2 separate regions of the Neogale vison genome follow, and region 1 is linked to region 2. Evidence: chromatin contacts called from public Hi-C data. All regions are on one chromosome and are shown on one strand. Each heading gives the region's core, a stretch centred on a gene start, on an enhancer-like site or on the middle of the called end of the contact. The rest is flanking DNA. Distances are from core to core; before and after follow the strand shown.

Evidence for each region. Hi-C and Micro-C count contacts between places; a contact is called where the count stands out from the background.
Region 1: a contact with region 2 is called in a Hi-C map of muscle, with 5 times the contacts expected there. The contact joins the promoter of ARPC5 here to the promoter of SMG7 in region 2. A contact is called at or near these places in 3 of 3 Hi-C or Micro-C datasets (fibroblasts, muscle and tongue).

The regions. Positions count from the first base shown.
Region 1 is chr10:50,287,518-50,291,306 of ASM_NN_V1, reverse strand. It overlaps ARPC5 (actin-related protein 2/3 complex subunit 5), which reads left to right and starts at 2,291. Exons shown (of 4, transcript XM_044267275.1): 1 at 2,291-2,652. The coding sequence starts at 2,510.
Region 2 is chr10:50,120,358-50,124,105 of ASM_NN_V1, reverse strand. It overlaps SMG7 (protein SMG7), which reads right to left and starts at 1,647. Exons shown (of 24, transcript XM_044267264.1): 1 at 1,406-1,647. NMNAT2 (nicotinamide/nicotinic acid mononucleotide adenylyltransferase 2) reads left to right here and starts at 3,022. Exons shown (of 15, transcript XM_044267272.1): 1 at 3,022-3,199.

The DNA.
Region 1 (3,789 bases), core at 1,042-3,541, 170 kb before region 2:
TATAATGCCACTCACCATAGTAATGGTCTGATACATTGGCATATGTATTTTTAAAGATTCTATTTAAAGATTCTATTTATTTATTTGACAGGCAGAGATCACAGGTAGGCAGAGAGGCAGGCAGAGAGAGAGGAGGAAGCAGGCTCCCTGCTGAGCAGAGAGCCTGATGCGGGGCTCGATCCCAGGACCCTGGGATCACGACCTGAGCCGAAGGCAGAGGCTTCTAACCCACTGAGCCACCCAGGCGCCCCTGGCATATGACCTTTTAAAATAAATATTACCAACAGGTAGAAAAATTTCCTCTGCTCTCTGAAAACAGAGCATGGAGGAGTTCTTTATCATGTGTTTGCATAACTTGAATCTTAAAGAAATGTCACTTCCACCACCTAAATGATATATTTTCTATAAGAGTGATTTAATTGAGAAGAGAAAAATGCCATATTGCTTCTTCCTTTCAAGAAAGGATGCATTCCATTCCTGAGAACTCCCTCTGTCTCTCTCCATATATACATATACATACACATATATATGTCTATATCTCCACATATATACATATGTATACATGTCAATGTAGATATAGATACACATATATACATATGTATGCGTATCTGTCCAACAAATGGTTGATTTTGAGATGTCTCTTCCTTTCCTTACTGATTCATTATGTTCACTCTGACTTTCAAACATTTATGCATTCATCAATGAATAACTGAGTACTTAAATGTATTGAGTTCTACCTGCATGCCGAGCATTATATCAGATGTAAATAAGATACAAAATAAATATAAGACAAGTCTTTGCCCTCCAGAATCTTTTGATCTCTTCCAGGAACGAAATAAAACATGATCTGTCATTAAATAATTCATAAGACTAGTGCCAAAATCAATGGTACAGGTAACATGTATTTTACATGTACATAGAATTTTAGAGCTTCGGAACACTTTCCTGTACTTAATCATCAGAACAGACTCGTGAAGTACACATTATTAGCTCCACTTCAGCGACGAGGAGCCTGAAATTCAGAATTTTAAGTGGAATGCCTCAATCAAATGGATTATGAGTCGAAAAGACCTGAGCCAGGATTTCCCGACTCTGAGTCCAGTGCTCTCTTCAATACAGCACAGGAAACTAAGGATTGGGGTGTTAACAGGGCAACAACCGGCTTTCAGCTTGAGATGGAATTGAGCTAGACCTGACAGGATGTCAGGAAAACATAAAGCTATCTGAGCAGCGTCCAGCTGAATGTCCAAAATAATTTTATTCTGCAAATATCTGTATTTCAGTGTTATACACAGAGCACACCTACCATTTCTTTAGTGCGAGTGACTCTATCTTCTTATAAGAGCTTTGCTCTCAGAAACGAGGATGTCAAATGTAAGGAAAAGCTGGCCTAGCAGGATCATACAAATCTTAAGTCACAAACATAAATCTTCAAGATCTGGTTTCCACTAATCCTCACACGTTTTGTTTCCCCACATCGCCGGAGAGCGGAACTCGCCCCTGTCCTTTTCTAACAATCTTGCTCCAAACAGCCACTCATTTTAAGATGTCCGTGACTGACCCTACCCCAAACTCCACAGGTTCGCCCCAGTTTTGCCACCCCGGCCCCTGCCCAGAACCCCCCCCTCCCTCCCGACGGATATGATACCTACTCTGCAGGTGCCGTCGGGATGCTGTCACACAGCACTGACGGATAAGATATGACCTTTCGACTCCGTCCTTGGGGACCTCCCGCTGGCTGCACAGCGTAGCTCCAACCCGGGGAAAGGGGCTCCCGGCTCAGGAGCGCAGCCACCGGCAGTGCACGGTCCGAAGTGATGTCTCTGACAACTAAAACGACGCCGGGCGCACGGGCGCGCATCACTCCGCCCCAGACTCCTGCCAACTGCAGGGGACGCGGTCCGGCGACCAGTCCATCCCACCTCACAGGCAAGTCCGGGCCAGCCGGACCTCACGCAGGACCCAGATGACAGGTCGCCGGCAGCGGCGGCGGCAGCAAAAGCCACCCGCCCCCAGGGCCCATAGCCACCAAGCTAAGGACCCCCCCCACCCCCCGCCCCGACTGGACCGCAGAGAAGCGTTGCTATGGAAACCCTCTGAGGATCACATGACGGCACCGGACGACCAATTGCCTCTTCCCTCAGCCCGCGGCCCCGCTTTCGGCCCTCCCCCGGCCCCGCCCCCTCCGCCCCCGCCTCCTTCTCCCAGCCCCGCCCCTTTCCTGCAGAGAGCCCGCGTCTGCGCACTGCGTTCAGCGCGCTCCCTCCCTCGCGCGCGCTCCCCGGGGAAGAGCGGGGGCGGCGTAGGAGGCTAGAGAAGAGCATGAAGCTGAGGAGGAAGGAGCGCCGCCAGCGCGCAGGCCCAGAAGCGCCAGAGCCCTGACTGCCGGCGACGCCCCAGAGCGGAAGAGGGAAGTGAAGGCGCCAGGCTGCGGGTTCCTGGTGGGCTTCGCTTACCGAGGTAGAGGCAGCAACCCAGAGGAGGCTCTCGCCGCCGGTCCGGATCCGGGATGTCGAAGAACACGGTGTCGTCGGCCCGGTTCCGGAAGGTGGACGTGGATGAGTACGACGAGAACAAGTTCGTGGACGAGGAAGACGGGGGCGACGGGCAGGCCGGGCCCGACGAAGGCGAGGTGGACTCCTGCCTGCGGCAATATCCTTGCGTCCGCCGGCCTCCCTTCCCCGTCCCGCCCCGCCCCTCTCCCGGGACCCCGCAGCCCCCCGGGCCAGGGGCGCGGAGCTGCCCCCAGCGGCCCATGACTTAAATCCGTCTCTCTGGGGTCCTCCGCTCTGAGAGGGCAGGGGACACTCCCATTTCTACCCGAGACCCCGGGGACCCGCCTCGGAAACTCGCCCTTCCCCGCGCGCCCTGCCCGCCCCGATTCCTCAGGTTGCGTCCGGAGTTCCTGCCTCCGGGAACTGGCGGGGCTGGCCGCGCCCTCGCCGCGGCGCGGGGGGAGGCATCTGGTGCTGCCCTCTGGCTCTCGGGGGGCGCTCACGTTGGCCTCCCCAGGACGGTGCTGGCCGGAGTCACCTCGGCTCCAGAAATTTGTGATTGGGAGTAGCAGGCTGCTGCTTCTGTTTTGGTGGTTTGGTTTTGGCAGCGTTGGGAGAGTTTATTCCTTGCTGGGAGGGATGGGGCGGTTTGCAGAATGGAGGCCCTCGGTCCTTTTAGCCCCTGGGCGTTTTTTAAAAGCATTATTATGTAAAGAGAAAGGAATTTGGCAAGATAAAGATTGCAAGGTACAGAATTTGTTAACCGGGAGGAAGGGAAAGAATACGGAACAACCAACTCCCGAGAAGGAAGGTTGGAGGCTTTTTACCTGCTAGGCGAGGGACAATGGAAAGAGGGATTGCATATGGAGAATCCCTGGAAATATTTAAAATAAACCCCAGTGAATAAAATAGACGATGAGTCATTTGTACAAAGCAGGATCATTTTTGTAACCCTGAAATCGTTTCCATTTCAGTTAAAATGCGGCTGTCAGTTCCTGGGTTTTGTTTTTGCATATTTGAATATTCATAAATTTGCGCATTTGCATCACATCTTTTTTAGAAGAATGTAAATGTTGCAACAACTAATGCTGTAATTTTAGAGAATCTCAATTACTGAATTCACTCATTTCTAATTATTCTTGAATGTATTATAAGATAGGGAAGACTCTAAACCCTTTCCTCATCAGTGTCCTATTAAATAAAGTATAATGGAGAAATAGGAGTGAAAATATTGGTTGTAACTATATCTAGTCTTAAAGGCACCTAAAATACAGCACTAAACATTTATCAACAT
Region 2 (3,748 bases), core at 398-2,897:
TCCTGTCACTATTAAACTCAGGCATTCAACCATAATTCAAAGATCTCATCACTCTCTTCTTTCCACACTCTGCTTAATGAAACTATTACTACTTTCGTAAGCAGAATAACCACTCTCCTATATAACTTACTACCTACCTTCTCTTGTAATATGCATACAGAAAGCCAATCATCAATGCTTTCACTTCACTAAACAGAAAGAGTGACTTTTCTGCTCATTTCAGACTTCTACCCCATGCAATTCCCTCCTCTACAAGGTATGAAACCAATTTTTTAAAGATCTTCCCATAAGCCTGCCTTAGTTCTGCTCCTGAAAAACAAAAAGGATCCGTTTTAAGGCCTTCCTTCCCCTTTTCTAATAAGTAGTAACTCTCCAATTAATCTCAGGCTCCAACAACCTTGTATTTCTCTGCCATCAAGATTTTGACCCTCTTTTTCTACCTCCAAGCTCTTACTCTGCTTCCATGGAACCTTCCTGGCTGCACAATCGCTGGTGTCTTTCTATTCAATATGCTCATCATCGCATACCTGGTTCCAATGTATCTGTGTTTCGCTTCCTAAAAATGTTTATCAGTCGCTCCCTTTACACCACCCAGACACACATCACATACTCGCACACGCTGTACCCATGCGTCACTCTACCTCCGACATACAAGTTCCTTACACCACTCTTAATGAATGCACACGACTCAGAATGGTATCTTCCGACTACACTAATTCTAACTCAGTTTCTTCTGGGGAACCCAACACCGTCCATAGTACCTCCCTCTTTCCTCACTTCCTCATCCATTCTCCCTCTTTTATCTCCCACCCCCACCTCGCCAACTAACTACAGAGGACATTATTCCTCAGCACTTTCAATTCGAGAACAGAGAACAAACTCGGGTTTCCAGCGGTCTCCCTCTCCTCTAGCCTTCCCTCCTCGACACCCCCCCCCACAGGTGTGCAGACTTCCACCTCGTCCTCTCCCCATGCATCGCCCCAACCAATCCCACACCCTACACCACACAATGTTACCCCCACCACCGGGATCAGACTCCACGCCCACCTCCACTCGGGGTCGCCGCCACCTTCTCCCCCCGCCCCCACCCACGTCCCCCGCCAGCGAGCCTGCGACCCTGGGGGCGCGCGCGCACACACATTCTCACGCTTCCCTAACCTCCTTCCCGGCACCTGGACTAGCTGGCTACGCTGGAACTCAGCCCGGCAGGAGGGGGCTAGGCACCCGAGAGTGTGCCCGCCCCGCCCCCTCCCGCGGACCCCCTCGCAGCCCCCGCCTCCCCGCCGGGGAAGGAGAGGACACAGCAACTCCCCCGCCACCCCGACACACCACCTCTGTGGCTGTTGCTCCGTGCCCCAACCCTCGATCAGCTCCCCCCACGTACGGGACCGACCTCTGCACTCACCGGAGATACTGCGCGCTCTGCAGGCTCATCCTCCGCCGCCGCGTCTTCCCGCGAAGCCTCTGTGGGTCTCTCAGGCTCCTCGAAGCGGCCCCGCGGCTCCGCGGGTGCTGGCGGCCGCCGCCATCTTCCTCTCCTCCGGCTCCTCCTCGCTCGGCGGGGGGGTGGGGGTGAGTGAGGCGAGGGGGAGGGAGCGGGGAAAGCTGCTCTCGCTGCTGCTCTGGCCCGTGGGGCGCAGGGACACTCCGACCCGGGAGGGGGGAGGGGGAGGGAGAAGGGAAGGGGGCGGGGGGGAAAGAGGAGGGAGAAGCAGAGGAAGGAAGTGGGGGTCCCTCTCGCGAGATTTCAGTGGCGCCCGTCCCTCCGGGTGACTTCTGCCTCTCTGTAGCGCTCCCTTTTGGGATCGGCTAGCTGTGAGGCCCCTGTGCGGCTGCTGAGCGGCCTGCTGGAGGCGTTCGGCGGCTTCCGGCCAATCCACCCCTCTCCAGCGCGAGGGGGCAACCCCAGCCTCACCGGGAACATCGAGCCCAAATGAACCAGGGGTTACACTCAAAGTCTTCCCCCGTCTTTCCACTCCACCCAATTTCTCTCTTCCTTTTTCCACTCCTCCACTTTTCCCTACCGGAAACGCTGCCCCTTCCTCCTACAGTTCCGCCTGCCAGTCCCTCAACTCTAGTCTTCCCTCGCGGCCCAGAGAGTGACGCTAAGGACCCCCTCCCCTTTTCTGGGGGCCCCACCTCCTGCACGCCTGGAGACTGTTGAAGGGGATGGGGTGGAGCCCGGGGAGGAAGAGAAAGGAAACCAATCGGATTGGATCAGCAGCTGCCATGGCAACTGGAGGCTGTGGTTGTATTGTCATAGTAACCACTGTGTGCGGACCGGGTGACCCTCCCTTCGCGAACGGATTCCCGGGAAAGTGCCCAGGGTTCCCCCTTGGCTTCCCTTCCGTCTGAAAGCCTCCCCCAGGTTGGGAATCCGGGTGATCTCCTGGGCGGTGAAGTTCATTTCCTCTTCCCTTTCCCCTTCCCGCAACAATGGGAGACCCCGAGGCATTCACCGTGGGCTTTTCCACCCGCCTGCGGGCGGGAACCACCTCCAGTTTCCTCTCAGCGCGGGGCGTGAAGAGGGGCGGGCCTTCGAGGGAGACGCGGGGCCTGAAGGCCCGCGAGCTGCGGACGGGAGCGCCGAGGGCGAGGCGGCGGGGCGAGGTCGCGGCGCGAAGCTGCGAGGCGGGCGAGGGGTTTCCCCGGGACTGCCTCGGGCCGGGAGAGGCGGGATCCCGCCAGGACGGGGTCCCTGAGGGAGGAGAACGGCACACGACGACCCAGATTCCTCTCCTGCCGGGAGAGACCTCGGACTTTTGCCTCTGGGTCGACCCCTTGCCGAAATCCCCCGAACCGCCGCCCACTCGCCCTGGGCGACCGCGCCACCTCCTGCTGCGGGGAGGCCACGGGAGTGAGTGTGGGAACCCATCCTAGCACGCTTGACGAGGTTTTCCAGCATTTAGAGCCAGGGACGTGGTGAAACGCCCACGACTGCCGTCCCTCTCGGAGGCACCCCGCAGTGGGGGTCCCACTGGGTTACCCGAGGCCGACCTCCCGGTTCCTCCCTCTGCAGACTTCTCTGATGGGTCCGCAGCGTTTCAGAACTCGTCACTCTGTATCTCCTGAGGGTCCCAGAGGAAAACGTGGGGTAAAATAGTATCAACGAGAACCTAGAGGCAGACGGGAGCTTCCGAGGAAAGACACTGAGGAAAAGGATTTTCATTCTTCGAACCCATCTTTTTGAAAACATTAGGTGTGTTTTGTGTCAGGTTTGGGGCTAAAAAGCAGAAATAAAGAATGGGGTCAATAATACTATGGAGTGTGAGAAGTGGTGGTCATTCGCATGGCTTAAAGGACTTATTGGACAGTTTACAGATCCTATTTTCGATCTGTGTACCCCAGCGCTTCAGGATGTATAACCGTATAACCCCCACCCGACCCCCGGAACGCAGCCCACCCTAGACAGTTAAAATCAGCATTTTAATGGGCTGTCCTGGTTTGGCTCGGTTTGGGTAACTGCTTCCTGCTGTCTTCCATGCTAGAAAGAGGCACTTTCCAGATCCTTCCGTGAGACCACACCTGTTACAAGACTAGACCAATGTCTGTTTGGAACCTCACGTATACAGGTTTGGAGGAAAACGAAAGGACAGGCTACTCTGAAATAAATCCCAAGAAGATTATCATTAATGACACAGAACCCGAACTATGTCCTGTCCCTCCTGCTGCCATAGCCTCCTGTGATGTGGTGTGAAGCGTGGTGATTGCAGCTGTACAATGCTCCCTGTCATCCCTCCCTGCACCG